Regions from separate parts of the Mus musculus genome. Here all the other regions are linked to region 4. A link is a contact called in public HiChIP or PLAC-seq, Micro-C and promoter capture Hi-C data. All regions are on one chromosome and are shown on one strand. Each heading gives the region's core, a stretch centred on a gene start, on an enhancer-like site or on the middle of the called end of the contact. The rest is flanking DNA. Distances are from core to core; before and after follow the strand shown. Region 1 holds the start of Kcnj12 (potassium inwardly-rectifying channel, subfamily J, member 12). Region 2 holds the start of Dhrs7b (dehydrogenase/reductase (SDR family) member 7B). Region 3 holds the start of Smcr8 (Smith-Magenis syndrome chromosome region, candidate 8 homolog (human)). Region 4 holds the start of Epn2 (epsin 2).

Region 1 (7,363 bases), core at 3,566-6,065, 560 kb before region 4:
TTCTCTACCTATTTAGCAAAAGTACTGGGGTAGGTTCTCGTTCTCTTTGATCTCTGTGATCGCTTTGATCACAAGCCTATCCCTCAGCCAACCACTGTAGTGCTCAGTGCTGGCCTGGATCACTTCTTATCGGTTGTCCCTGAGTGGCTGAGCCCCACAGGAAGCAGGTAGGGGTATGAGATAGGACCTGATGGGAAGATGAAGGATCTCAGAGAACGGTCCTAAATCCAGGCTGTACTTAGATGGTGATGTGTCTTAGAAGTTTCACAGCCTGAACAGGAAAACCCTGTCTCTGGTTGCCTATGAGTTTGACCAGAGCATGGCAGAAAGCCCCGGCCTTCAGCCTGGTCCCTAACTGCCGTGTCCTGGATGTTAGCAGCTGCTCCTCACCATCACAGCTCTAGAGGAGCAGGAGTAGGGCCTAGCCATGCACAGGGAAGCAGTCAGCTGCTGGCTTTGCTGGCTGATCGATGTCTGCTTCCGGACAGGTGGGAGGGAGGGACTGTGAACTTGCTGTCCTATTCTCTGCGTGCTAATGGTTCCTGGAGTTTGTGCCTCAAATCAATGCTTTTGGCTTAATCAGAAGTCCACGGTTACCTGGGCAGGGGAAGGGCATGTGTGTATGTGATGACATGTAAGATTTCCCTATGGCTCTCCTGGAGACAAGGACCCTATTCTTGCTTGGTTTCTACCTGTCTAACTGGGGTGGGATCTACCTGCCTCTCACTTCCAGTGAAGGTTGGTGGGCATTTAACTCTATCATGTGATGCCTGGCAGATACACAGCTGGCACAGGCCATTATAACCATCCCCATTATCCTTGTCAGCAGTGTATATCTTGGGACAAATGGTGCTGAAGAGAGAGGCCAGTTTAAGGGCACAGCTCTTGGGCCTGGGCTCTACTCTGTGGCTCACAGCCTGAGTGACAGGTTTCTTTCCACTTGACTGATTGCCTAGACTGTGGACAGGGCTCAGGCAGAATGCCCCCTTGTGTCTCTTGACTTCCCGCCCATGGTTCCTACCACAAATGCTTATCCTGATGCCCATGGGCACCGTTCTTTCTGACTCCTTAGATGGGGTATTGATCAGGGGCAGGATGAGCACTGGAGTAGGAGGCTAGGCTTGTTTCCCAGATGGTCACGCGCACACACACACACACACACAGTCCCATGACCATGCAGATGATTTAAATGTGTCCATGAGCACTGAGCTGAACAGAAGAACTGTTCCTGGGAGGAATTCTCCACCGTCCTCATCACGCTTGTTCTGGAGACGAACCCTCATGCCCATGGTGCCTGCCCTGGTCTGCACACAAGGACCTGTCTCTGGTCTCATGGAATTGGTGTGACAATCAGGGAGGTGACCAAGATGCCAGACTCCTGGGGGGAAAGGCAAAGCAAGAAAGGGGAGGTAGGGATGGCCTAGGAGTGGTCTTTCCCTGGGGTATCCTGAGATGTCCTGAAGGAAAAGCTGTGGGGGAAGCAACACTCCTGCCTGGACAGGGTTGGGCTGGTGGCAGCCAGTATTCCTGGAAGGGAGAATGGAACAAGTGGAGGGCAGAGGCTAGGCCAACATCTAGGCGAGGCAGAAGAAATCCTATCCTTGGAGAAGGTGTTCTTAAGGAGCGTCAGGTGCTGCCAGGCCAACAAAGACACTGAGGAAGGACCTCTTGGTTTCCATAGGAATTGGTTGTCAGAAAGGTGGCCAGCTGCTGGGCAGAGAGGCCGTCGCTTCAGACTGCTTCTCAGGAGACAGCATCCCGAAGCCTTCAGGCATTTCTCTGGATGGCTTTGCTGTTCTTGCTGTCCTTATGTCAAGGAAGGGTTTCCAAATAAGCTGATGGCTTCCTCTGGCTGCCCCAGCCTGAGACTCTAAGGGCACACAGGCACAGGCGTTCGGCTGAGAGGATGGACAGGGTCCCAGTTATAGCCTTGTCCAGGAGGATTCTCTCAGATTGAGGGACAGCCACACAGGCCCCTGGGGATGTATGCATGCATGCACAGGACAACTTATCTCTGTGCCGTGCAAGGCAGGAATTGCTTTTCTGTCCTTGTGGCCACCCATGCTTTGCAGAGAAGGATGTGGGACTTCAGTGAGAAGTGTGTCCTTGGGTCCTATGCTGGGAGCAGTTGTGTTGAGGCTGGGCACATTCTAGAAAATTCCCTCCCTCAGCTCTGGAGGGAGGCAGGATGTCTTTTCCTGAGATAGGGATGGTATGACCCACCCTGTCCACACCTGGAGCCCTGCTTAGAGAGAGTCTCCTGTATGGCTGTCCTCTGACCTCTGTCACTGTATCTTGAGCATGGGTTTGCTCTCCATAGGAAGGTTATGACCATGAGCCTGGTAGAAGACTCACGATGTCCCAAAAAGAGATGAGATTTTGGTTAAGAAATGAAGCTGGTCCCTGCTTGTAAGCTGGAGGGTGGGATGGGAAGTCTAGAGTGCAGAGCTCTTGAGTGCTTATGGGAGTTGGGGTGGTTTCTCTGGTGGGTCTTTTTTGTTAGGTGACCTTGGACAAGATGCTGGTTCTATCTGTGAAATGTGGCTGATGAAAGGGTAGGGGGAAAAACCCTACCCTGGCTTTACGCAGGCCTCTGAGATCCTTGCTCAGAAAAGCAGCCGAGTGTGGCTGTATATGCGGATGTATGCTCCACCCTTGAACTCATTATAGGATCAGCCTAAGATCCTAGACCTAGTGGAGCCCTGTAATGTTTTGTCCGTTTTCTTGTCTACCAGCATGCTGTGAGCTCTTTAGGATGTCTGGTGGAGGCCCCCGAATGCAACCTGAATTTGCTCTCCCAGAGAGGGTAGAGACTGTGGGGGGGGGATTTTTTCCTTACTCCTGCCTTTGGCTTCTGTGTTCTGGACACCAGGGCTGGGTAGAGTGGACCAGGGACATCTGAGCCATTTTTCTCCTTGTTCATTCAGGAGAAGGTAGACATCAGGACATCATGTGCCTGTCCAAGGCAGGCCTGGGGGCCTGGGGACCTGGGAATAGAGTCCCTGGGGTTACCCGTTTTCTCTCTATTGCAGCCCCTAACAGTGACTAGACAGGAAGGCATGGCCATCTGAAGGACACACTTGGTTCTGAGACACCTCTCCCTACCACTGTGAAACTAGATAAGCAACTATTCCTTGATGAGCCTCAATGTCTTTATCTGTAAAGTGGGTCCATAGATCATATGGCCTCCCAGAGGATCGTAATGGCAGCAGAGTAACTCTAGCTAAGTCCTTGGCACAGAGGCCAGCACAGATTGCTTGAACACCCAAGACCCACCAGCCGTTTGACTCAGCCCCTTCCTCAGCTAAGAACTGTACATGCGCTCATCTCTTTTAACCCTCACCCCAGTGCCATAACTCAGGGAACCTCATGATGTCCATGTGATCACAGGGAATCCAGAGACCCAGTGCTGTTGTACCTGGCGCTCAGGGTTGCTCAGTTGAGTTAGGGTAAGCATAACCCAAAGTGGGAGAGTTTTCTGGGGACTCTGGGGTCTGGATGAGGAGTCGGCTCCTGGAGGTGGGATGGTGGGTTTTGCAGAGCGCTGAAGAAGCTTCCAGAGCCTGGGCATCTGGGTGGCCAGAAAGCTGCGCTTCTTGGCTAGGATCCTGCATCGAGTGTCTCTGCTATTCAAATGCATAATTATATTTCACATTACAGAGAGGCTGGAGACCAGGGGGCTGGGGAGTTTTGTGAAGCTTGTGTTCTGCCTGCAGACCAGCCTTCTTGACCTGGTTCTTCAGTGTTAGGGTTGAGCTGGGGGTCAGCTCTATGATAAAATGGGATTTCCCTGAGGCCAGCTAGGCTGATCTGTCTGCTAGGCTGAAAGGTCCAGGCTCTGCAGGAGGCGAGGCCCAGACAATAGGCTCCAGGAGACTGGGAGAGGAGAGTACCAGGGGTGCCTTCCAGACAAGAGTGGGCAAGGGGAGGGGAGTCACATGGAATCAAATCAGCAGAAAGGCCAGAAGGAGGAGCACAGAAAAAGCAAGAGATGAAAGCTAAATACAACACATGATGGGAAGAAGCGATATGGTGTTTAAAGAGGATGGGGTGTGCCTGTAACCCTGTGCTTTGGTGTGTAAGGGGAAAGAACGCGTGAGCTCAGAAGCGAGCCTGTGTGGATGTGTTGACTGATCCCACCCCGTATGTGCATATGTGACTATGACTGCACCTGTGCACCTTAGCCACCGCGCTCCTCATCACATGCATCTCGTGCAGGTGTCGCCTGAGCTTGCTATCCTGCTGTGTGCAGCCCGTCCAGATTCCCTTGCCTGCCTGTAGTCTGAGTATTTATTATATGCTCGCCATGCACCTGTGTGTGCGCGTGTCCCCAGGAAGATGTGTGTGTATGGGTGTGTGTGTGCCACGCGCGTGCGCGCGTATGTGTTCGCGCGCGCGCGCTCCAGTGCGCAAGTGGCTGGTGCGTGTGGGGGGCAGCTGGGGCCAAGAGGGGCCACCGGGCCAGGCCAGGGCGGTGGTGGGCGGGATCAGCGGCGCCGCGGCGCAGGGCGGGCGTGCTTTTGGCGGAGAGTTGGAGGAGTTACCGAGAAGGGCTACTGTGGCAGCGGGGCGCGGAGCTGGGTGCGCGCAGAGCTTCTGCCTCCCGCCGCCTCCTCGCCCTCCATTCCTCGTTCCCCGTCTTCCCCCGGCCACGCCGCGACTGCGCTGCCACCGCCTCCCTGAGAACGGTCGCCGGGGGAGGGTGCCCTGTACGATCGAAGCCCGTTGGGAGGTGCAGGACACCCACACCCGGCTCAGGGGAGCGCGCCCGGCCCTGCCCGGGATCAGATAACTGCGGCGGGGGAGGGGGTGGGTCGGCGCTTCTTGTCGCGGGACTGAGCGACAGAAGCCAGCGGCGAGCCCGGAGCGAGCGCCGAGTGGCTGGGGGCGCCGTCTGGGCGTGCGCCCCCGACCTATGGCTGGCTGGTGGCACCCAGCGCCCGGGAGCGACGCGCCCCTCGGCGTGGAGCGCTCCCAGGGGCTGCGCTGAGGCGGCGGCGGCAACGGTGGCAATGCAGCCAGCGCAGCGGCGGCCGGGACCGGGAACGGCCGCGCGGAGCTTGGAGGACGCGGGACGCGCCGCGCCCCGGCCACTGACCGAGGTAAGAGCGCGGCCGCGGGCGCACGGCCCACCCGCTCGGCCCCAGTTCCCCGCAGACAGCTTCCCGCCCCGGGTGAACGAGGGGTGGTGCAGCAACAGGGAAGGTGAGGCAGAAGAGCTCCCTCCGTTCCTTTTTCTCCTTTCCCGTGGTGAACCACCAGATGAAATGCTGACAGAGAGCTTTTCTTCCCCTGCCATGTTTCGGGCTACAGCCACCAGGGAACTTTGCTCCGGGCTAACGTCTTTCCAGGGGTGTATATATGTGTTGCGGGGGCGGGAGGGGCGGCTCTCGGAAACTTTGAGGAGCTCTTGATTCCCCTCGGCCGGCTGGATTGAGGGGGCTCGTAAAGCAGCGGGCGGAGCCACTTTTGCGCGCGGCATAGGTCCTAGGCGTGACCTTACCCGAGAGACCTGTGATCAAGATGGGGTACAGAGTGAGTGCACAGGTTTGGCTAGCGACCTGAGAATGCTCCCGGCTAAGACCTGGGATCTTTGGAGACATTTCTTTCCCGTCGCCTGTGCTGTAATGGAGTCAAAATAGTCTGGAGGTGGTTCTTAACCATCCATCTAGCCTGCAAGTCCAGGGCACCTTTTGCTTCTTAAATTTGGTCTTGAGAAACCCCAAAAGGGGCTCAGTGCAGAGTCTCTCCTAGACGCACAAGTCTATTCTGGTGTCCTGTGGGGGAACTGCACCCTTTGGAAGAGGCAGCTGGGGTGGCGAGCCTATGAAGAGCTTTGGGGGAGAGCGGGAGAGCTGAGGCCCTAGACACCCAACACCCGGACACCCGTACCTGCCTTAATTTGTGCACATGTCCTATGACTACCTTAGAGCTCACAAGAAATTGTCCTTTGGTGAAGGCCTCCAGTTCTAGGAGGTTCTGCCGCCCTACTGATAGACCTGGTGGGATTGGGGCTGCCCCTCTGGCCATTCCCAGAGTGTGATACTGTCTTTGGTCCTTTCTAGTTTCTTCCTTACTACCTGTACCCAAGCCCAAAGCTGGCAGTAATGATCTAGGGACTTCCTGGCCTTGGCATCCACCTCCTGAGCACTGGTTAGAGGCTTCAGCTCTCTGGATTGCCTAGGTGCCCACATGCTCACAGAAATCAGCTGCCGCCTCCTCCAAGGTGGAAACCCACAAGGCTTAGGCTCCCAGCCTTTACACACTCTTTGAGAGATAAGCAAAAGCCCGCCCTGGCTGCTGTCCCACCTGACTAGACTCACTCCAGCCTGGCACTGCACCAGGTGCCTGATTTGGGACCCCTTTACCAAAATCTGCCCATGAACAGGAGAGGGCCAGGGAGGGGAGGCGGATCTGAGTACCAGGCTTCTCCTTGAATATTCCTTCCTCTGCATCCCTTTAGGGTCTGTAGGGGAACCCCAAAGAGACTTCTCAGTTCTTCTGAAATCATCAGTTGTGTTCAAGGGGTCCCTCCAATTGGTCAGGAGACACAAGGGTCTTTGTCATAGCAGGTGACCCTGGATAGGCTGAGCCACTCGTGAGAATAAATGCATGGCTGTGGGCATATGGCCCACCAGACCAGCCTCAGCATTGTGGGAACGGGGATGGGGGGTGGGGGAGGCTCAGACATCCTTAGGGACAAGGTAGGTAGAGCTGGTGCTGCTGGACCATCTTCTCCATTGAGATACTGCTATATGCGGACAGAAAGTGCCTTGTAAATACAGTGTTCACACAGGACTGACATTTGTGTACTTCAAGCCCTAATTGTTCCCATCTGTCTTGGGTTGGGTGGGCACAATGGCGTGATGGATTTGTCCTCTATCACTGAGCTCTCTAGGCAAGGTCCCCTGTAGATGTGTGTCTAGTGGAGGGAGGTTTAGGAGGCTGTGCTGTGTTGGGAGAGGTATCCGCGGCAGGTGCTTCCAGAGCCATGCAACATGTTAGGTCAAAACAGAAGGTTTGCCTCATTTTCCCCGAATCAGAAGGCTTTTTATGCAGACTCCTGTGTTTCTCTCTGCTCTGCCCTAGGCAGGACTGGGCAGTACTGAGTGGCTCTCTAGCAGTGAACTAACATGGCAGCAATAACAGTAACAACACTGGCCACAGTGGCACCTCTAGGCTCTGCGACACTGGGGCTAGTACAGCCGGCAGACAGTTTCCTCTGGCTCAGCCAGGCCTCCGGTGCCTGGAGCCATAGTTGGTATGACCAGTCATGGCACCCAAAGGCTTTGGCACAAAGCTATTGTGGAAGTGACTGCGTCATCAGTCTCAGCCATCTCTGTGGTCCTTGCCAGCCCCCGGG
Region 2 (7,377 bases), core at 1,713-4,212, 750 kb before region 4:
TGCATCTGTGCTGTTTCTAGGGCTGGTGCTAAGTCCAACTTCTTTAGGATTCCAATGTAGACTGAATGCCAGCAGCTCTCTGGGACTCCACCAAGTACTTCAGAACCACACTGAGACTGCTGATCTGCTGATACAGCCAGCCTCATGGACTGAGGACTGAGTGAACTAGCAGACTTTGGCTTTTCCACAGTGAGAAAGACTTTGTAGGGCTACCTGGACTGTATCCTGTAAGGTACTCTAATAAAATGCACACACACACACACACACACACACACACACACACACACACACTCACACCCCATCCATATATATATTCTATCAATTCTATCTATCTATCTATCTATCTATCTATCTATCTATCTATCTATCTATCTCATTTTGTTTTATATCTATATATAAACTATTGAGCTTTGTTCCTTTGGAGAACCCTAACTGATAGAATATCCATGAAACTTCTTAGCTTGCTGATCCAGGACCAAGCAGATATTTCCCTGTCACCTGAGTCTCCTTTCTTTGTTGTTCCCAATGGCAGCTGCTGTTGAAGGACTCAGAAATAGATATATTGTTTAAGCTTATTGAGGAGAAGAGGTCCAAAGCCAGCAAGATAGTGAGGAAGAGGCACCTGAGGGAGAGGAGAGGCACCATCTAAAAGTTATCTATCGGGGGTGGGGAGGGTCTAGATGAATGGCTCAGTAGTTAAGAGCACTGGCTGCTCTTCCAGAGGACCCAGTTTAAATTCCCAGTACCCACAAGGCAGCTCACATTCACCTATAACTCCAGTATCAGTATATCTGATAACCTCTTCTAGAGATTCTGGGAACTTGGCACACAATTAGTACATAAACATATATGTAGGTGAGGCAGCCATACATATAAAGATTTTAAAAGAAAAAGGTTGACCTGGAGACAGCTCAGTGGTTAAGAGCAGTGGCTGTTCTTCCAGAGGTCTTGAGGTCAATTCCGAGCAACCACATGGTGGCTCACAACCATCTGTAATGGGGATCTGATGCCCTCTTCTGGTGTGTCTGAAGAGAAGGACAGTGTACTCACATACATAAAATAAATAAATCTTTTTTAAAAATTGTACAAAATTCTCAAAGGACTAATAAAAATATAAAAAATGTTAAAAAAGAAAAAAGTTCAGTTTCTTATTAAAAACATATGCTTTTCAATTTTCATTCTTGTGCTACGGATAAAACTGAGTGCATTGCATATGCTTACAAGTACTCTAACATTGTGCTATATATTCTAGCCCAAAGCTAGTGCTTTTTGACAGAAACCTGGACTTCTAAGTACCTTAAGAGTCTGAATCCTATTTCCATTTTCCATTTAAGCTGGCTTCCTTGGACAATACTTTGGCAGGATAATCTTATGCCTTTTTGCTATTGGCAGATGGATGTGGAAGTCTGTAAATTCCACTTGTCCTTCACTGACACCTAGAGGAACTCTTTGTTACTATTTGGTACAAATGGAAGTCCAGACTTCTAATAAGTCTCCATTGACACTGGGAGGGGAAAGAGTGTTTAGTTATTGCTCTCTGCATGGCCTCTTTTCACACGTGGGAAGTGGTCTTGTCAGTGAGGGATGGAATTCCGACTCAACTCTCTACTTGGCTTCAGCTTACACAGAGAAGGGTGTGTGTCTGTGTGACTCCTTACACTTAAGTGGGGGTGGAAAGAGGAGGCTAGAGAGAATGGAGGAGAGTATGCCCAAAGTACATTATAAACTTGCATGAAATATCTTTATGCAAGCTCCTCTCATCTACAATAAACAGTCAATAATGAACATACAATAAATTTGCTGAGCAATAGTGGCTCATGCCCTTAATCCCATCACTCAGAAGGCAGAGGCAGGCAGATCTCTGAGGCCAGCCTGGTCTACAGGGTAAATTCCAGGACAACTGGGACTACACAGAGAGACCCTGTCTTGAAAAACTAAGATAATAATTTTTTCTGCAAACTTTGTATCTTTTGAAATAAAATTTATTTCCAGCTATATGTATTACAAATTGTATTGCTTATACACTCTCTTGTGTTGTTGACGTTGTTGTTATAATTATTATCTTGAGACAAGGTCTCTCTCTGTAGTCCTGGGTGTCCTGAAACTCGCGATGTAGACCAGGCTAGTCTTGAACTCACAGCACTTGGAAGGCAGAGGCTGGCAGATCTCTGTGAGTTCGAGGTCAGCCTGGTGTAAAGAACGAGTTCCAAGACAGCCAAGGCTACATAAAGAAAGCACTGGTCTCAAAAACCCAAAAAGAGGCGGGGTGAGGGGGAGAAAGAAAGAAAGAAAAAGAATAAAGAAAGTTCCTAGACTTAGCACTATTAATAGTATTAATATTACATGTAATAGTGACATATATGTATGTATATATATGTATATATGTACACATATGTATTTATGTATATATGTATGTATGTATATAATGTATGTATGTAATATATATATATACATATATATATATATATATATATATATATATATATATATATAATAGTAATACTAGAATAGTACGTTCCTAGTTGTGTTAAATGTGGCTCCTTGTTGGAAGGAAAAGTGACTACTTATGTGTAGGTCTGTTTCTAACCTCCTTAAAAAACAAAAACAAAAACCGAGCCCCCTCTCCCCATCTTTGTAACAACATCACATCGCCGTTTATAATAATCTTGGCAACTGTAGCATTTATTTTTGCTTTTTGAAGCAGTGTCATGCAGCCTAGCCCAAAGGGGACCTTGTATTCCTGAGCTGCCTCCCTTCATTTCTCAAGTACTCGGATAACAGCCATATGCCATCAAACTCAGCTTTGCAGAGCAAGTTCAGTTTTTTCTGAAAACCGATGGAACCCAAACCACTACTTAGAATTTTCCTCCGGAAGATTTACGGTATAGGACTTAAGCAGACTGACGTCATTTAGACCGCAAAGGCTAAACTCTACCTCTGTTGGGCGCATCTTCAGAGCGCATGTGCTTCCCGAGTATTGTGATTGGACGGAACCAAGCTGCATTTCGTCAATTCCGAGGCGGGAGCATGAAGTTGATTGACCATGATCTCTCCGTCCTTTAGGTAAAGGCTAGGGATGTTGCAACCTCTTGGTGAGTGGAAATGAGGACGGTGTCCTGTCTAAAGCGGAGGCGCGGGGTACATCTGCTTTAAGTGACTGAGTGAGGCTGAGCACGTTCTGGGGAGGCTGTGGATCCTGATAGCTTCCGGTTCCCCGCGGCGCCCCACAGTGAAGGAAGCAGGGTTCAGGCACTCCGCCCCGGCACGCTCATCGCGGAGATCACCTGGTCTCTGTGTGTGCGTTTCAGGGTCTGGAGCCTAGAGCGCGCAAGGTCGCGTGTGCATAGCTACTGTGGCATGACCCCAGTGGCACTCCTGCCCGGGGATGGTTAGGAGATCTGGGTTTTCGGAAAGGGCGAGCAAGATTCTGACTTTGGAACATCCATGAGAACAGCTTTCTTAGATTAGACACTTCCAACCCTAACTGTGCCGGTTAGCAGGTGCAACTGTGGGTGGATGCCTTAAACATTCAGCGACCGTTTCTTCAGTTAAAACTTTAGAAATATGGCAGTAGTGAAGAGTAAATAAGTTTTTGCTTGCAAGGGCTTAGCTAGTGGCTACATGTACTCAACACATGGTACTCATACATTACTCTCAGTTCATTAGCCTTTAGTATAGTGATTTGAGAGTTAATACATACGCCTTTCCACACAAACACTTGCACTAGCTCTCAGGTGGGTATTTACTTTTGTTATTTTTCCTTTTTATGCGATATTTTATTAAATGTCTTTACAGGACAACAGCCAGCCTCCAGACACAGCTGCTAAGACCCTGTAGGCACTGACTGGGACATGTTAGTTGGCTCTGGCTTCCCACCTTTTTGTTCTGAGATGGTGGTGGTGGGCAGGATCTCATGTTTGGGATCCAGGATGCTCACATGGTCAAGCAGAGGGTTGAAGGGCTGACCTTAACACTTGGGTGCCAGGGCAGCATGATCTTTAGTGCCCAGCACATCCTGTCTGAGCAATACACAGTGCAGGCAATGTCAATACAGTAACTAAAAGAGTCTCCACTGTGCATATCCACAGCCTTCATTGGCCCTCTGTCCTTAGAGCTTCCCATAACCCACAGCCTTGGAAGCCCTTGGCCCCACTGTAGCTGTCTTTAGATACACCAGAAGAGGGCATCAGATCACATTACGGATGGTTGTGAGCCACCATGTGGTTGCTGGGAATTGAACTCAGGACCTTCGGAAGAGCAGTCAGTGCTCTTAACTAATGAGACATCTCTCCAGCCCCGTACTTACTACTTTTAGTGGAATTGCCTGTAAAGACTTTTCAGTCTTGTAACCCTGTAGGGGTAGTGGAAAGCTTTAGAGAAGTAGCAGGTGGCAAGGGACCCCTTAGTGATAAGGTTTGAATTAGGCATCAAGACCTACTTGTTTTAGAAGTGCAGGAAGGGAAACTAACTGGAGTACCCACCACTATCTGTCTATTGTAGATACCCACTTTCCTCATCACAGCAGAGTATGAAGTCAGTAGTAGTATCTCTACATTTCGGAAGAGTCCTGGAAGCTTAGCTGCAGCAAATTAATGAGGGGAGGCAGGCTTTTAGATACATTCCTCTATGCAAAAGCCATGCTCATCCAGGGAACCAAGATTGCCTTTGAGTTGGTCATTGTAAGAGAAATTATTGAAAGATTGTTACAAGTCCTGTGCACCCGCTTAGTATGGAGGCCCAGGTTCCTCCTCAAACCCTAGTGCCAGGCACTTGGGGGGGATGCTGGTAGTTGCAATTACTCCCCAGGCAGGAGGTCACAAGGTCAGGAGCTGGAGGCCAGACCCAGGTAGACTTACTTTTTTTTGGAAGATACAAAATGTCTATTCACTCTAGCTAGAGAGCAAGTTCATCCAAGTCTAGCTTGGTAAATGGGTGAGTTTATTAAGGTGACTGGGTGAGGAATTACATAGAAGAAACGTAATTCAAAGGCGTCTGCATCCCTGAAATGCCCGTCTCAGAATGGGAGCTACATTATTGGTTTCTGTTCACCTTGCAGGCAGCTCCACCACTGAACAGCCTTCTCTGTCAGCAATCATTTGCTCTCTGACCTCTCCTCAGCATGGTGTTTATTCATACAGCTGTCAGGACCGGCAGGCCTTGTTGAGTCTTGAAAGTTTTACGAACTTTCAGACTTAGAAATTTCTTATTTTATGAGCCGGGTGACCCTTCCTTGCTTGTTTAATTTTTCCTTTCCAACATTAAGAGTTCGTTTGGGATCATTTATTTTTATTCTAGTACATGGATTAGCAGGTTAAGTAGACTTTTCCTTATAGAGAACAGACTGTGAGAAACTACTTGCTATAGTGGAAAGAATCTTTGCTCAGTTTTTTGTTTTTTTTTGTTTTTTTTTTGTTTTTTTTCCCTGAGGGGGCTGGAGAGATGGCTCAGTGATTAAGGACACTGACTGCTCCTCCAGAGGACCCAGGTTCAAATTTTAGCACATAAATTTTGGCAGCACATAAGGATACCCCTAAGATCTCACACTCTCACATAGATATACATGTAGGCAAAATAAATGCACATAAAATAACGGTGAAAAGAAAAATTCTTTTCTGAGTTACATATTGATTAGGGATTTGGTAAGAATAGCAAAATAAAGTTACTATGTTCTAGTAACACATGTGTTACTAAGAGGAAAATGTACCAGCCTGGTCTACAAAGTGAGTTCCAGGACAGCCTGGGCTACACAGAGAAACCCTGTCTCGAAAAAACAAAACAAACAAAAAAAAAAAAAAAGAGGAAAATGTAGCTTAGTCCTATTTTCTTTTTCCCTCCCTGTTTCACAGTGTCATTATGGAGTCTAGGCTGGCATCAAACTCATCCCTCAGCTTTAGCCTTCACAGTGCTGGAACTGCAGGTGTGCACTGCTGTGACTGACAACTTTTGTTTTGTTTTTTTCCCAAGATAGGGTTTCTGTAGACCAGGCTGGTCTTGAACTCAGAGATCTCTGCCTCCCGTTTGTTGGGATTAAAGGCATGCACTGCTACCACCCAGCCGACAAGTTTTATTCTAATAGACCAAAAAAAAAAAAAAAAAAAAAAATTGAAGATGAGAAAAACGAAACAATGTGTCTAAATGAGAATAGCTAAGAGGGAAGCACAGCGGAGTTAGAGGAGTGTGTGGAAGAATGGAGGAGAGGCTCCACAGCGTGGGATGCTGGAGGGACACAGTGAAGGAACACGGCATAGAGCCTTTTTTTTTTTTTTAAAGATTTACTTATTTTATGTATATGAGTACTCTGTAGGTATCTTCAGACACACCAGAAGAGGGCATCAGATCACATTGCAGATGGTCGTGAGCCACCATGTGGTTGCTAGGAATTGAACTCAGGACCTCTGGAAGAGCAGTCAGTGCTCTTAACCACTGAGCCATCTCTCCAGCCCCCACAGCATATATCTTAAAGGTGCAAGTCTTGTCTTATCTGGGTGTCTTTGGCTAAGGACTGGGAGATCTTGTAGCTCTTAAATCCCAGGCTTGGAACTCTCCTGCCTTAAAGGACCTGATGGTGTTTACAGAAGAGTACAAGCTGGGTAAGTGAGTATGTGGTTGATTGTTCTCGCCTTTATAAGCTGGTCTGTTTCAGAGTCTTTTGGAAAATACAGTATACAGCCATATGCAGCTTAGCGGCGGTTGAATACAATGCTGTCATTGCGTAAACATTTGACTGTGTATTTGCACAAACCAGGATTGCTACAATGTCAGAAGACTGTAATCTTATGGGCCATCATCATTATGTATGCGGTTCATCATAGGCCAGAATGGCTGCTCCTAGTTATATTGTAAAGATGTGTTTCAAAGCTATAGTTACACAGGAGTTTGGGAAAGGAAGTTTGTGGTGTAATATACCCATTAGAGGACTATAACCTAAGCTCTAGTCTACTGGTGCATGGTTGTGGCTTGGGCATAATGATTTGAGGGTTGACAGGAGTGATGTTGACTTCAGTGCAGTGGCTTGGACAGTCCCAGTTGTTGTTGTTACTGTTGCTGTTGTTGTTACTGTTGCTGTTGTTGTTACTGTTGTTGTTGTTGTTACTGTTGCTGTTGTTGTTACTGTTGCTGTTGTTAGCCATTTTACCACAAAAGAGGCCAGCCTAAAATGACTAACTACATGAAGGGCTTTGAGTTGAGAGTAAGCTGAAACTCTGTCCAGGATAACCTCATTTAATTTAACTTGGAATGCGGTTGCTGCTTTTCTCTCTCTCTCTCTGTCTCTGATTTATTTATTTCATATATGTGAGTACACTGTTGCTGTCTTTAGACACACCAGAAGACAGAAGAGGGCATCAGATCCCCTTACAGATGGTTATAAGCCACCAT
Region 3 (7,583 bases), core at 2,642-5,141, 800 kb before region 4:
GTGGGAAAACACTTGGTGATTCCTGAAAAAGTTATAGGTAGCTACCACATATCCCAGCAGTTCCACTCATAGGACACCCATAATCATAACAGCTATTCAAACAGACACTTGCAAATCAGTTTGCACCCAGTCCTAATTATAATAAACAGAAGGCAGAAGCAATTCAAATGCCTACCAATTGATAAACACAGTGTGATACAGCGAGACATTAAAATGTTCAGCCAGGAAAAGGAGCAAAGTACTAACAGGTGCTACAGTGCGAATAGGGTTTCAAGACTACGTTAAATAAATCCCACACAAAAGGCCATGCCTTTTATTTATAGGAAATGTTTAGAATAGGCAAATCTAGGTCAGAAAGGGGATTAGCTGTCCACCCTGCCAAACTTCTATGATCATACTGGAAGGTGGGAGCAGGAAGATTAAGATTTCAAGGCCTGGATGTCTGGAGTTGGGCCATCTGCCTTCTGCTACTTCCTGGAACCCTGAGCAACACTGAATTCAGTTTCAAGACCTGAGCTTTCTGTCTTTGGGGGGCGGGTGTCAGAATTCATGTTTCAATCTGGAGGAAATATCTCACAACCATTTAAGTTTGGTAAAACTGTGATGGCTCAGTGCTTAAGAGTGCTTGCTGCTCTTCCAGAAGATCACCCACATCAAGGGGCCTTCCCTGCTTATAACTGCAGAGGCCCCAGGGCTCTTTTCTGGCCTTCAAGGGCACAAGCATGTGCTTGCACACTCGTGCACACACACATACAAACACACACACACCACATGCACAAAAATAAAAATAAGATAAACTGATTATTCCAGTTTAAAGAAAGAAAGAAAAAAAAAGTTTATGGCCAGCCTCCACTCCTAGCAACTTTATGGTCAACCTCAAGTCAGCTACATGAATGAGACTCTTAACACAAAAACTCCAACCCCCTAACAACATCAATAGTTAACAGCAGAGCGGGCTAACTGTGGTGGGCATGACAGAGCTAACAATGGTACTTGCTCTTTTAAAGAGACAAAAGTTGGGCTGGAGAGATGGCTCAGTGGTTAAGAGCACTGACTGCTCTTCTGAAGGTCCTGAGTTCAAATGCCAGCAACCATATGGTAGCTCACAACCATCTGTAATAAGATCTGACTCCCTCTTCTGAAGTGTCTGAAGACAACTACAGTGTATTCACATAATTAATAAATAAATCTTAAAAAAAATAAAGAGACAAAAGTTACCTTCTGGAACTAGACAGTATAATGGTCATACAACCCATACTTTACCACACTTAAGCTTGTACGACATTTCTTCCAAATTGAAACATGAATCTCCCCAAAAGCCAAGTTCCTGGAACTGAGATCAAAGTTCCAAGAAATAAATATTTAAGGATTGCAGAAGGCAGCAGGCCCAACTCCAGATACCCAGTGGTGGCAGAGACAACAGACCTGGCAGTCAGACCAAACTGCTTATCTAAGGAAAACAGCTAACTTCCTCATTCTGCCCCAAACAAATCCCTCTCACCCACTCCCTATCCTTAGCTACAAAAATCCCAGCCTGAAGCAAGAAATGTGTATTCTCTTGGACCCTGATCATTGAGTGCTGAGGTCCTGTGCCCTGGTCATGTCATAGTCAGAACTACAAACACCACATTTCTGGCATTAAATATCAATTGCTTTAGCTGTTTGAGCTCATCTAGTTTCTCATCTTTTATTTCTTCCTACAAACTTAACTCTTACTTATCCTTACAGAACAACACAAATCTCAAAATATGGCTGACCAGGGGGCACGATTGAACTCCAAAGCGACTGACCGCCTTTCATTCTCTACCTCACCCCCATTGTCTCTATATAACCTGCCAGCTGGAGACAAGCTGTCTTCTAGGGTTGCCAGCCCTCTGAATAAAATACAGTTTTAAAGACTCAATTCCAATCTACTCAATGGTATGGACAAAGCAGCAACAATCTCTTTTATTCCAGCTTTGGCAGTCTCATTACTGTAGATGCCTTCTAAGTGTTGTGATGGTACAGGATTCAGAAGCCCTGGCTTGGTCTACATAGTGAGTTCCAGGACAAACAGGACTACACCACAGAGGAACCTGTCTCCAAAAACCAACCAACTAGCCATCGAGAGAAAGAGAGGGGGTGGGGGAGAGGGAGAAAAGAATCCCCGGCCAAGTGTGTGCGTGTATGGGGGGCAGGGGGCGCTCCTTAAAAAAAGACATTTAAGGGGCTGGAGAGATGACTCAATAGTTAAGAGCACTTGCTGCTCTTTCAGAGTACTTAGGTTCGATTCCCATATCTCACATAGTGGCTCACAACCAGATCTGATACCCTTTCTGGCCTCGGTGGGCATGTGTCTGATACACAGGCATACATGTAGGGAAAACACCCATAGACATTAAAAAATAAAAGAGAGAGAGATCTAAGCAGTAGTTAGGCTGAATGTCAGTCTGTAACCCCAGTACTTAGAAGACAGAGGCAAACAGATCTCCATTGTTCAAGGCCAGCCTGATCTACTTAGCAAGTTCCAGGACAGCCAGGGCTACATCGTGAGACCCCTGTCTCCAAAACAGAAAAGAAAAAATTATTACTCAAAGACATTTTTAAGAGGTGAAGTAGTTAGGGGCCAGCGCCCACCTAACCTTGGCTCCCCCTTCCGGGTATTTTAAAACTGGAGGCAGAGGTCTGGAGATCCAACTGTTTGCAAAGAAAAGGGAACAGCTCCTAGGAAGGGCCTCCAGCTGAATGATAACGCAACAGTCCTTGGGGTTTTACCCTTCTCACCTCCGTTTTGTCAGGAGACAATCCTATCTTTCGTGTATCTTAGAATCAGTCTATAGGAGTAGTAATTGACTTCTCTAGTTCCTAAACCTAAGTGTTACCCCTAGGGTGCCACCACCCTAGTCACAGGGTCTGCAGAAGGCAGGGACAGGATTCCATAAGTAAGGCTTGAACGCCAAGATAAAGGAGTTGGTTACCGCTTTCCAATACTACTGAACTTGTGATTGACCAAGGAAGAGTTTTAAAATACACGTGTTCTCACACTCCAGACCCAAAGAAGGGAGAGCAATGCTCCACTGGTATGTGAGCCGAGCAGACAGATCCGGCGAGCAAAGGTCTATCAAAAGCGTGAAAAGGTTTTACATTTACAAAAAGCCTGAAGGCTAGGGAGAAACCGAGAAGTGAGGGCGGCCGGGAGGGGCCTCTCGCAAAATAGGCGGAGTCGCTTTCGCCCGGGCTCCCGGTACCCAACGCGCTGTCGGACTTTGTGGGCGTTCCTCAGGGAAGCAGAACCCAAGTGCTTCTTACCCGCCTCATACGCCCGTTGGACAGCAAGTCGGCGATCCCCTTGGCAGCGTCGTTTTTCTCCGCCACGCAGAGAACTTTTCGCACTCCTCGGAAGGCCACTTCCATGGCAGCGCGGGACAGGGCACGGCCTCCAGGCCGTCGGTGCCACTGAAACGCTAAGAGGGTGACCGGGAAGATCATTCCCTAGGTCCTGCTCCAGCAGCAACTCCACGGGTGCCCGTGCATGCTGGAGAACCCAGAGGAAAAGCCACGAGGAACTGTGAGAGCCACCTTAATAAATGCAGTTTTTCCAGGCAACTGCCGCCTCGATCAGAAACCCACACGTCCGAGTCTCGCTTAAACTCGCGCTCACAGACAACTTCCGCCCACTGCGCCACTAAGCAGCCTTGAACTACAACTCCCAGAATGCCTCATGCCCTGTGCACGTTCCTCCAACACCGTTTCTCCTCCTCCCTTCCACCCCACTGTATTCTACTTTCCTTTTCTTTATGACAATGGGTAGTTAACGGGACTTGTCCTCTGGAAGATCTGATTGGCAGGGCCTCTTAAAAGGCGCCACTAACTTGGAAGTCTGTGTGGGCGTTTCCGGGTCACGCGACGCTGATGCTGGGGAGTCATGTGATACCAAGATGGCGGTGCCGCGGTAGCTTCCCTGGGACAGTACGGTCCTAGGAGCGGCGACAGTTTCTGCCCTTAGGTCGTGGGGAGACTCATTTGACTGATTCTGCGGTAGCCCGTGGCGAGGATTAATGACACGATCAGAGCTGGGACTGTTGATGTCGCCGGTAGGTTCCGGGGAGTGCTGGTGACCTAGCTTCAGGAACCTTGCGCCGGCCCGGGCAAACGCTGGAGAATGGCCAGCCTCCGTCATCTGGACCTGCAGCTTTGGAGTTCATGAGGCTTGCCCAGGGCATCACAGGTCCCAAACCTTGAGAGTCTGCGGCAATTCGAGTTCTTCGTTGTGTGACAGGGCAGTTTAGGATCCCCGGAAGTGCAAAGAAGGCCGCAAGAACTTCGTTTTCGCATCCAGAGGCCTGACTCTCCCTCCGACCAACCCTACATTATTTTCCATTTCCTCTCAATGTGCTTGCCATATTTCAGGAAATATGATCAGCGCCCCTGATGTGGTGGCCTTCACCAAGGAAGATGAATACGAGGAAGAACCTTACAATGAGCCCGCTTTGCCTGAGGAGTACTCAGTCCCTCTCTTTCCTTATGCCAGCCAGGGGGCAAACCCCTGGTCTAAACTGTCTGGGGCCAAGTTCTCCAGGGACTTCATCCTCATTTCCGAGTTCTCTGAGCAGGTGGGACCCCAGCCCTTGCTTACCATCCCCAATGACACCAAAGTTTTTGGCACTTTTGATCTTAATTACTTCTCTTTGCGGATTATGTCGGTGGATTACCAGGCTTCATTCGTAGGCCATCCTCCCGGTTCTGCCTACCCCAAGTTGAACTTTGTGGAAGACTCTAAAGTGGTACTGGGAGACTCTAAGGAAGGGGCCTTTGCATATGTGCACCACCTCACCTTGTACGACCTGGAGGCCAGGGGCTTTGTGAGGCCCTTTTGTATGGCTTATATCTCCGCAGACCAGCATAAAATCATGCAGCAGTTCCAAGAGCTCTCGGCCGAATTTTCCAAAGCATCTGAGTGCTTGAAGATGGGCAACAGGAAGGCATTCGCTGGGGAACTTGAAAAAAAGCTGAAAGACTTGGATTACACAAGGACAGTGCTACACACAGAAACCGAGATCCAGAAGAAAGCCAACGACAAGGGTTTTTATTCTTCTCAGGCGATTGAGAAAGCCAATGAACTGGCCAATGTGGAGAAGTCCATCATCGAACATCAAGATTTGCTGAGGCAGATCCGCTCATACCCTCGTCAGAAGACGAAGATCCCTGACTTGCAGCCTGGTGATACAGAGCATACCCAGGATCAGGCTGACCAGGTATCCACTACCTCTAATCCTGAGGAGTCCGCTAATGCAGACCTTTATACCTGCAGACCGGCTTACACCCCCAAACTCATCAAAGCAAAGTCCACCAAGTGTTTTGACAAGAAGTTGAAGACCTTGGAGGAACTCTGTGACACTGAGTATTTCACTCAGACCCTGGCCCAGCTTAGCCACATTGAACACATGTTCAGAGGAGACCTGTGCTACCTCCTGACCAGTCAGATTGACAGAGTGCTTCGAAAACAACAGCCCATAACGAATTTCCTCTTTGAAGATTTTGTAGAGGTGGATGACAGGATGGAAAAGCAAGAGAATGTACCCTCTCAGCCCAGTCAGGACAGGCTGCCTCCCAAGCCTGTAGAAGAATGCCCCATTCCTAAAGTGTTAATTAGCGTTGGCTCTTACAAGTCCAGTGTGGAGTCTGTATTGATCAAGATGGAGCAGGAACTTGGCGATGAAGAGTACACGGGGGTGGAGGCAACAGAGGCACGCAGTTTTGACCCCCAAGAGAACCTGGACTACCTGGATATGGATATGAAAGGGAGCATCAGTAGTGGGGAAAGCATTGAGGTGCTGGGCACCGAGAAGTCAGCCTCTGTGTTGTCGAAATCTGACAGCCAGGCCAGCCTCACCGTGCCATTGAGCCCCCATGTAGTCCGTAGCAAAGCGGTCAGCCACAGGACAATCAGCGAGGACAGCATTGAAGTCTTAAGTACCTGCCCTTCTGAGGCCCTCATTCCTGATGACTTTAAGGCCAGTTACCCAAGTGCCATTAATGAAGAAGAAGCCTATGCGGATAATGAGGGGGCCATCCATTTCCAGGCAAGTGCCGGCTCACCAGAACCGGATGAGACTCAGGAGGGCAACTTGGAAAATATCCCATCCCAAATAGACTCCAGCTGCTGTATTGGAAAGGAGAGTGAAGGTCACTTGGTGCCTCTCCCAACCCCAGCCTACACTCTTTCTGATGAGGACAGTGTGGTGAGCATTCCCCCACAGCGCTACATACAGAAGGACCAGGGGCTCCACGTGGACTTCGGAGTGGAAAACACTGACCCTTCTCCCCGAGACAACAGTTGTGAAATGTTCCCAGCTTATGAGCTGGATCCAAGCTGCCTTCTGGCTAGCCGAGATGTTAGTAAGATGAGCCTGGATAACTACTCGGATACCACTAGCTACATGGGCAGTGCGGCCTCTACCAGCTCAGACAGAATCCCCTCAGCACCTCCTGCTGGCCTATCCTCTGAGAGGCACAAAAAGAGAGCTGGCCAGAATGCCTTAAAATTCATCCGCCAGTACCCTTTTGCCCACCCAGCCATCTACTCCCTGCTCAGTGGGAGGACACTTGTGGTCCTGGGCGAAGATGAAACCATTGTCAGGAAGCTGGTGACTGCACTGTCCATCTTTGTTCCCAACTATGGCTGCTATGCCAAGCCGGTGAAGCACTGGATTTCTTCCCCTTTGCATATTATGGATTTCCAGAAGTGGAAGCTTATTGGCCTACAAAGGTAACTGGTTCCAGGAGGTGGGGAAGAGCCCTAAACATTACGAGATGAAGCAGGTTTAGGATCTGTGGACCCTAAAAAGGAAAGCCTGCTTCCTAGACAGTGGCTAACCCTACTCACTGTTCTTTCCTTTGGCAAATCACTCTTGATCCTGTTGCCTTCTCTTATCACGGGGCAGGGGATTCACAGTTGCTAAGAGATTGCCAATCCTGGCTCAGCCCCACTTCCATGTCAGAACTGTTTGGGAGAATTAATTTCCTTGTGAATGTAAGTGGTTCTATCGATAGAACCCAGGCCCTGAGCATGCTAGGCAGACACGCTACTTATATTTATATGCCCTGAATCGTGACTCCCCAGTCAGATTCTGATTCCATTTGTCTTGGGTAAACACAGCAGTCTTCGTTCAGTGAAGTCAGAGAATAGCTGGACTTGAAGATCTTACGTTCTGATTCCAGTCACAATGGTGTAAAGGATTGTGGCTGTCACTGTGGAAGATATAGAACTCCAATAACTTGTACTCTGCTGTTCTATTTGCTCTGAAAGTGAGGAGTCAAAGGACTTTGTCCTGCCCTTGTTTGAAATCCCTTCAGAGTTATGGTGCTCCCCCGTCAAGCCTCATTCACATAGATATCTAGGTAGGTTATTCCTGTGTTCCAAGAAAATAGGAAAATAAAGTTGACTTATTGAATAGACCTTTTTCAATGGTCATTGAATGGTTACTGCCCAGTGCCTGAATTACAAGCAGATTCCTGGTCTGTACAAGTGTGCACCCTCTTAAAATGAAGGAGACAGACAGGGCCACAGATTTCAGCGAGATGCCCTGGGAATGACAGTTGAG
Region 4 (7,333 bases), core at 3,932-6,431:
GTGAATTCAAGCCACCCTAAGCTACACAAGAACCTATCCAAAGAAGGGGGCAGAGTGTTGTCAGGCTTTATCTACTGAATTGGAAACCCTGGGGTGGAGCCTGGCAACCAACTGAAACCAAGCCTCTAGGGAATCCTGATGCACAGCAAATTAGAGAGGGGATGGGTGTCTTTTCCATGAAGTAGTCCTTGTTGGTCTTACTTTAGGGTAGAACAAATCAAGCTCAATGATGGGTGGGTCCCACCCGACCCAGCCAGGAGACCCACTGGACCAGGCCCCATGCCCAGCTCCTAAGCAATCTGCCATGAGGTTGTGACAGGCATACTATGCCATTAGAGTCTCTAAACCACTGTGCTGCAGGATAAGAGAGATGTGACAATGACATTACCAAAGAAGGGTGAGAGCAGAAGGAGGATACAGCCTGCATTCAAGTGATTAATTATAAATGCTTTTAAATTCACATTATGCATTAGCCTGGATGGCCAGCCATCCCTCAGGAGAGCTTATTTCTCCATTTGTCAATTGAGTTACATGACCAAAGCCTTAGAGTCCCTATGGACCAACTCTGCACTGCTTTGAACAGAGAAAGCTGAATTACCCATTCTTTCTCTAGAACACCCTTAAATGCAGTACACTGCTTGAACTAGGATCCACAGGAAGAGAAACTAAGCTCAGTCCACGACCCAACAGAAGAATCAATCCACTCTAGGGAAGCAGGAACCTCAAAGAGGCATGCTTTTTTCCCCCCCTTTAAATTCCAAACCTAAATAAAACACTTATCATATAAAGTAGCCCATTCAATTACTGACACTCAAATTACAGTACTTCCACAGATCCTAAGGTCTGGAGAAAGCCAGGAACTTTAACGCATTTACAGTTCCCAGCCTTTCAGGAACTCAGGGACCCAGTGTGAATACTGAGTCTTGCAGCTTAACCCAGCAAATCTAAGAGTTTTCACTCACATACAGGTTTCAATCCCAACCTTATGCTCTGATGAAAATGGTTCTGTTTTAAATGCTGCTAAAAGAGCATCAAGATTTTAGGATTCAGACTTCTCAATCATCAGACTGCTAGCAGGTATGGTCAAACACACCTCTAGATACTGTGGATGAATATACACTTAGCCATAGACATGTTTCCTTGGGTTTGTTTTTCTAAGTTTCTATTTTTAGGCACTATGAACTAAGAAAATTCTAGGCCAGATATGGTGGCATATACCTTTAGTCTCAGTACCTGGGAGGCAGAAGCAGGTGGATCTGTGAGTCCAAGGCCAACATGAGGACTACATAGAGACCCTGCTTCAAAAGAAGAAAAGAAGAAAGGAGGTAGGGAGGAAGGAAGGAAGGAAAGACAGACAGACAGAAAATAAATTTGGGTTGGAGAGATGGCTCTGTGGTTAAATGTACTAATTGCTCTTCCAGAGGTGCTGAGTTCAATTCCCAGCAACCACGGGGGCTCACAACCATCTATAATGGGACCTGATGCCCTCTTCTTCTTCCTCCTCTTCCTCCTCCTCTTCCTTCTTCTTTTTTAAAGATTTATTTATTTATTATATGTAAGTACACTGTAGCTGTCTTCAGACACACCAGAAGAGGGCATCAGATCTCATTACTGATGGTTGTGAGCTACCATGTGGTTGCTGGGATTTGAACTCGGAACCTTTGGAAGAGCAGTCAGTGCTCTTAACTGCTGAGCCATCTCACCAGCCCCCTAATGCCCTCTTCTGTCATGCAGAGATACAGAAAATACATTTGAGGGTTTGAGATTTGGCTAAGTTAAGAGCACTTGCTGCTCTTTCAAAGGATCCCAGATCAGTTCCCAGCACCCATGTCCAGAAGCTTGTAGAATCCCGCACCTTCTTCTGGCCTCTGAGAGCACTATACCCATGTACACATAGAAACACAAAAATAATAAAATAATAAGCAATAAAATAAATCTTTTTTTTTTAATTAAGAAAGCTAGTCTTGGTGATGAGTGCCTTCAACCTCAGCACCAAGTCAACCTGGTGTACATACGGCATTCCATGGCAATCAGAGCTCCACAGCCAGTGACTGCCTTATCAGAATGTATGTCAATTTTCAAAAACTCAATCCACTGGAGGGCTGGGTACATCTCAGTAGCAGAGTACTTTGCCTAGCATGTGTGAGGCCCCAAGTTCCATTCCCAACACTGCCGGGAAGAAAATACAGAAATCCACTAGATAGTCATTTCACAGTACAGATGGCCAACAGTTTATACCAGAGCAAGATTAAACAGTGGGACTAGTGGTACAAAATCATAGAAGCATCATCCTGGCCCACAGGACTACTTATTACAGACCTGAGTACTATTGTATGTCACAGACTGAACAGAGCCTTGGAAAAGCAAAGAAAGACGAGGCAACCACTGGCCTCAAAGTGTCACAGTCTCAAAATGCCCAGAGTACCCTAACAGACCTTGTGTGGTAGAAAGGTTGGGAGAGCAGAGGAAGAAGGGTCCAAAGATTGGCAGCTGGCAAAAGCTTGATAGTGAGGCAAGCGTAAACCCAAATACAGACCAAGGGCCAACCATGGTATCCTGTGCCCTGTAATTCAATCCCTGGAGAGAGTGAGGCAGGAGAATCAAATTCTAGGCCAACCTGGGTTACACAGTGAGACTCTTTGGGGAATAAATTCTCAGGGTCACTAGGTGCTCATGGCACTCAATCACATCCCATCCACAAGGCAGGAGAACTCTGCACACAGTGGGCAATTGAATCAAATTCATTCTTTTCATGCTTCAGTCCACAAAGAACTCGAAAGTTGCCACTATTAGTGAAATTTAAAACTTCCTTTAACTTCTAGAAGAAAAAAAAAAAAAACACCATTAACATAAATCAGATTCTCCAAAACTTTTCAACTACTTTCACAGGACTCTTATCAGAATCTCCACTCTTGGGAAATCTATTCCTCATTATGAAAGATTACATAAGAGGCAGTCATATTTCCACAGAGAGGTTCTGCAAAGGATGGGCTATTATTCAAGACTGCAAACACCATGCCAGGTATCATCACTTGGAAGTTTCAAATACCTGGGCTGGGGAGAATGCTAAGCAGTCAAGAGCACATACTTTCTAAAGAACCAGAGCTCACTTCCCAGCACCCACTTCAATGGCTCACAACTAAATGCACTCCAGCTGCAGGGGGCATGACACCCTCTTCTGCACTCAGAGGGTACCAACACTATACACTGGCCCCCAGACACACACACTTTTTTTTTTTAAAGTTTCTCGTTTCTTGGTAACTCAGATGTTTGGCACCATACACCCCGCAGCGAAAGGAGACCAACACAGCCCCCATCCTTCTATCTCAGGGCTCAGGGAAAAATCCAAATACTGAACAAAATTACTCAAATCAACCCATGTGGAACAGTACTTTGCAATTCATGTTTATGAAACAACAACCCAGCCACACAGTTACACATAACTAGCCTAACTTTAAAACTAGGAAAACCAAACTTTAAAGTCACAAAAGCAGCCTGGGTGTGGTGGCCCACATCTTTAATATCTCCACCCTAAAAGGCAGATGCAGGTGGATCTCTGTGCATTCCAGGCCAGACTGACTACCCAGTGAGAGCCTGTCACAAACATAACAAAAGCAAACATTCAAAAAAAGAAAAAAAAAACCAAGACCTACAGGTGTTTCCCCAACACAATCATTAATCACAAATGCCCTAAGAAAAGCTGCAGTTCCTCCCAAGCTCGTTTAAATACAGACAAGAGCTTCATTACCAACAATACATAGATGGAAAGCTTAATTACCAATGCAAAGCCGATCACCGAGAGAGAATCCAGTATCTGCCGCTATCACTCTAAATCTAGAGTTACAAGACCACAAAGTTCCCGTTAAGTCTTTCTTATATTACATAATAGGGACATGGATCAAAGAAATTCACCTTTTTCAATCATTTCAACCCAATTTCAATCCCTTCTTCCACAGGGTATTTTCTTGACTGTGCAAAAGAAGAATTCACACTTCTTTCTCATCTTCCCTTGCCCATTTTCTTGTATGAATGTTAAAAATAGCAGGCAAGCGATTTGGGGGAATCCTAAACGTTGAAGAAATCCTTAAGTGTCCCAGAGTTGGGGCTTCCAGCTGTGTCAAACACCCTATCCCTAGATGACCTTGGGCAAGCTAACACATTTTGGGCCTTAGTTCCCCTAGTCAAAAAACACAAGAATAGCTAAATCCTATCTTTTCTGAAACATAGACTTCAAATGCGTTCCCAAGGCAGCACTAAAGTGAAGAGGCCGCTGGGAAGGACTGAGGCCCGAGACCAAGCAACAGACTTACACCGGCCGACCTAGGGTTTCTAGGGAGCTCAGACAATCTGCTCCCCCTGCAAAACCACTGGGCCAACTTCAGGTTGCAAACAAAAACCTGTTGGCCCGGACTCCTCTAGGAATGGCCTGCCTCTCCCAACGCGCTCGGCTCGCGCTCCGACGAAGCCGGCCCACGGGAGAGCGAGGGTCTCCCGGAAGAGGCCGACCCCACGCGCGGCTCGCCCACCCGGACTCGCCCAACAGGGCCGCCAGGTCTCTGCCATCCCACGCGGAACAAAAGGCAGCTGGAGCCTGGCTTCGCCGCCCCCGTCCCCGCTGTGCTGTGGAGTGGGGGCCGGGAAGGGGAATCCAGTCCCGGGGGCGAGAAAGACGTGGGGAAGAGTATCCCCTTCCCCCGGTCCCCTGAGGGAGGGCCGGCCGGCTCGGACCCGGTTCGAGGGGCGAGCACGCTCTGGGGAGGGGCGGGGTTGTTCCAAACTGAAGGCTCTGTCGCTGAGGTGTGAGGCGAGGACAGGAGCCAAAGCCGGGAGGCAGACGTCGCCTCTCTCTCGGCTCCGAGCGGGCTCAGGTGGGGCGGGGCCTGGCTGAGCCGTCCAGCCGGGTGGGGTCCGGCTGGCCGCACGGTGCACGCCCCGGCCGGCGAGGGGGAAGCCGGTGCTCTTAGGGGCGTCCACGCACTGGAAGAGAAGGTCTGCGCGCAGCCCCGCCCCGCCCCGACTCCCGAGCCACCACCACACCAAGCCCCGCGAGTCCCGGCTCACCTCCGTTCCTGGCCAGCGCGAGTGCAAGGCTGCAGCCGCCGGCGACGCGGGAGAAGCGGGAGCGACCCGAGCCTGTGCAGCGTTTGACACCCACACGCCAGCCAACATGGCGGCCGAGAGGGGGCGCGCCGGCAGCGAGCGCGCGCGCGCGAGCCCCGCCCTCCGAGCGCGGAGGCTCCTCCCACACACACTGGCTCCGCCCTGCCTCGCTCCTAGGCCCCGCCTCCAAACCGGTCCGCCCCTCCCACATATGCCCCCAAGGCCTTCTCTAAATAGCTCCTGCTTCTACACAAACCTAACAAATTTATGAAGCCCTAACTCAGAGTCCAACACATCCCCCCTACCTCAACAATTCCCCAGGGCATACATAACTACCTTAACCATCAATCCATGCTCCTCCCTTAAATCCTCAAGCACAGAACCCCGCCTAGCCTAATCAGAACCATGGTCTCCTAGTATTTCCTCTTGCACGTGAAAAATGTTGTGATGAAGAGACAGGAAGGAGGCCAGGTGCCAGACAGGGTTGATTTATTTTGCTACAAGTGCGTTCACTTCATGAAGATTCACTTATGCATATTTCAGATTTGTATACTTTTCTGTGTGTGCATTTCAATAAAAAGGTTGAGTCCAGAACTTTGGCAGCCCAAGTGGTTGAACCCTCGGCCGCTCGAGTCTCCCATGATTCATCAGGATACTGGGATTTAGCAACCCCAACTGCAAGCCTGCAGTCTCACTCTTATGCACCCAACAAAGCAATGTAGGGCCGGCCACATGCCAAGCTACAGCACACAGAGGCAGGCCAGAGATGAGAGCAGAGCCTTATACAAGAAGGTAAGGAGAGTCCTTTCCCTCTTTCCCCAAGAGAGGATCTCAGAAGGGTCAGAACTGAAGGCTAGACCCCAAAACTGCTAGCAGAGAGCCCTCATAACAGGGTCTAGGACATGAATCAGGGCTCAAGGGGAGAGTACAGGGAACTATTTCAGTTGTTTGAATATGCTTGGCCCAGGGAATGGCACTATTAGGAGAATAGGCCTTGTTGGGGTGGGTGTGGCCTTGTTAGAAGAAGTGTGTCACTGTGGGAGTGGGCTTTGAGACTCCTAGCTGCCTGGAAGACACTCTTCTGTTGGCCTTCAATTTAAGATGTAAAACTCTCAGCTCCTCAAGCAGTGTGCCTGCCTGGACTGTGCCCTGCTTCCTGCCATGTTGGTAATGGACTGAACCTCTGAACCTGTAAGCCAGCTTCAATTAAATGTTGTTTTTATAACAGTTGCCAGGCTAGAAAGATGGCTTAGCGGTTAAGAGCACTGACTGTTCTTCTGAAGGTCCTGAGTTCAAATCCCAGCAACCACATGGTGGCTCACAACCATCTGTAATGAGATCCGGTGTCCTCTTCTGGTGTGTCTGAAGACAACTACAGTATACTTAAATAGAATAAATCAATAAATCTTAAAAAAAAAAAAAAAAGAGTTGCCTTAGTCATGGTGTCTCTTCACAGCAATGCAAACCCTAAGACAATTTCTGTAACCAATCTATGCCCAAAAATTTCATTCTGCCTTTGCTCACTGAAGGAGAGTTTGCAGGTCATTGTACTTCTCAGAACCACAAGTACATTTTTCCTATAAAGAACTCACAAATTCACAAGAAAGAAAAGGCACCTGGGTCTCAAAAGCAGGGAATTTAGAGTCCTTTTCTCGGCCCACGATATATTAAAGCTGGAGGCCACCCCTAACACAAGGTCATGTGGTCACTTTTCTTTTGAAAGTCTAGCTGGAGAACATTCTGGATGCTGGAAGCCCTGACCCATAATTTACTGCTACAGTGTGTCCCTGGATTAATGAATGAAATCACATGTTATGTACCTGCTTTGCCATAAAAACTATAGTTCCATTTTGAACTGGCCCATTGGGTTTCAGAAAATGTGATTTCTCTGTTCCTTATCACAAAGTAACAGCCACTTCTGTAACAAAAGACTAGTTAACAGGAGTGGGCAAAATACAGCTGACTTGATCATTGATGTGGCCAGAAGCCTTCAGCAGTAAAGACTCAAAAGACCCAGAGAAAGCTGACCTACTCCCTATGTGTGTTCATTTGATGAAGAATGAGCCACCATACAGAGACATGATTAGACAGAACAGGGTAGCTCTAAGAGAGGAGACCAGAGAGGTTTGCCTGTTCTGATTCTCTTTATGGCTTGGCTTTCTAGATATATACAGAACCCATTCTGAATGCAAGGTCTAGTGACCTACAGGCTAACTTACAGAACTTCTCCATG

The links. Promoter capture Hi-C pulls out the DNA fragments that hold promoters and counts their contacts. A called contact is a pair of places that touch in the nucleus more often than the background predicts. HiChIP or PLAC-seq counts read pairs in DNA pulled down with a chosen protein or histone mark.
Region 1: a contact with region 4 is called in a promoter capture Hi-C map of embryonic stem cells, with 3 times the contacts expected there. The contact joins the promoter of Kcnj12 here to the promoter of Epn2 in region 4. A contact is called at or near these places in 2 of 39 promoter capture datasets (embryonic stem cells and pre-B cells).
Region 2: a contact with region 4 is called in an H3K4me3 HiChIP or PLAC-seq map of pro-B cells, with 4 times the contacts expected there. The contact joins the promoter of Dhrs7b here to the promoter of Epn2 in region 4.
Region 3: a Micro-C map of embryonic stem cells shows a contact between it and region 4, with 6 times the contacts expected there. The contact joins the promoter of Smcr8 here to the promoter of Epn2 in region 4. A contact is called at or near these places in 2 of 39 promoter capture datasets (cranial neural crest and liver), 1 of 484 Hi-C or Micro-C datasets (embryonic stem cells) and 1 of 115 datasets of contacts at active chromatin or transcription factors (embryonic midbrain).

Annotation. Positions count from the first base shown.
Region 1 is chr11:61,017,749-61,025,111 of GRCm38.p6, forward strand. It overlaps Kcnj12 (potassium inwardly-rectifying channel, subfamily J, member 12), which reads left to right and starts at 4,816. Exons shown (of 2, transcript NM_001267593.1): 1 at 4,816-5,102.
Region 2 is chr11:60,827,669-60,835,045 of GRCm38.p6, forward strand. It overlaps Dhrs7b (dehydrogenase/reductase (SDR family) member 7B), which reads left to right and starts at 2,963. Exons shown (of 7, transcript NM_145428.2): 1 at 2,963-3,063. The coding sequence starts at 3,044.
Region 3 is chr11:60,773,634-60,781,216 of GRCm38.p6, forward strand. It overlaps Smcr8 (Smith-Magenis syndrome chromosome region, candidate 8 homolog (human)), which reads left to right and starts at 3,892. Exons shown (of 2, transcript NM_001085440.1): 1 at 3,892-6,748. The coding sequence starts at 4,395. It overlaps Top3a (topoisomerase (DNA) III alpha), which reads right to left and starts at 3,732. Exons shown (of 19, transcript NM_009410.3): 1 at 3,289-3,732. The coding sequence starts at 3,468.
Region 4 is chr11:61,574,506-61,581,838 of GRCm38.p6, forward strand. Epn2 (epsin 2) reads right to left here and starts at 5,182. Exons shown (of 11, transcript NM_001252188.2): 1 at 5,062-5,182.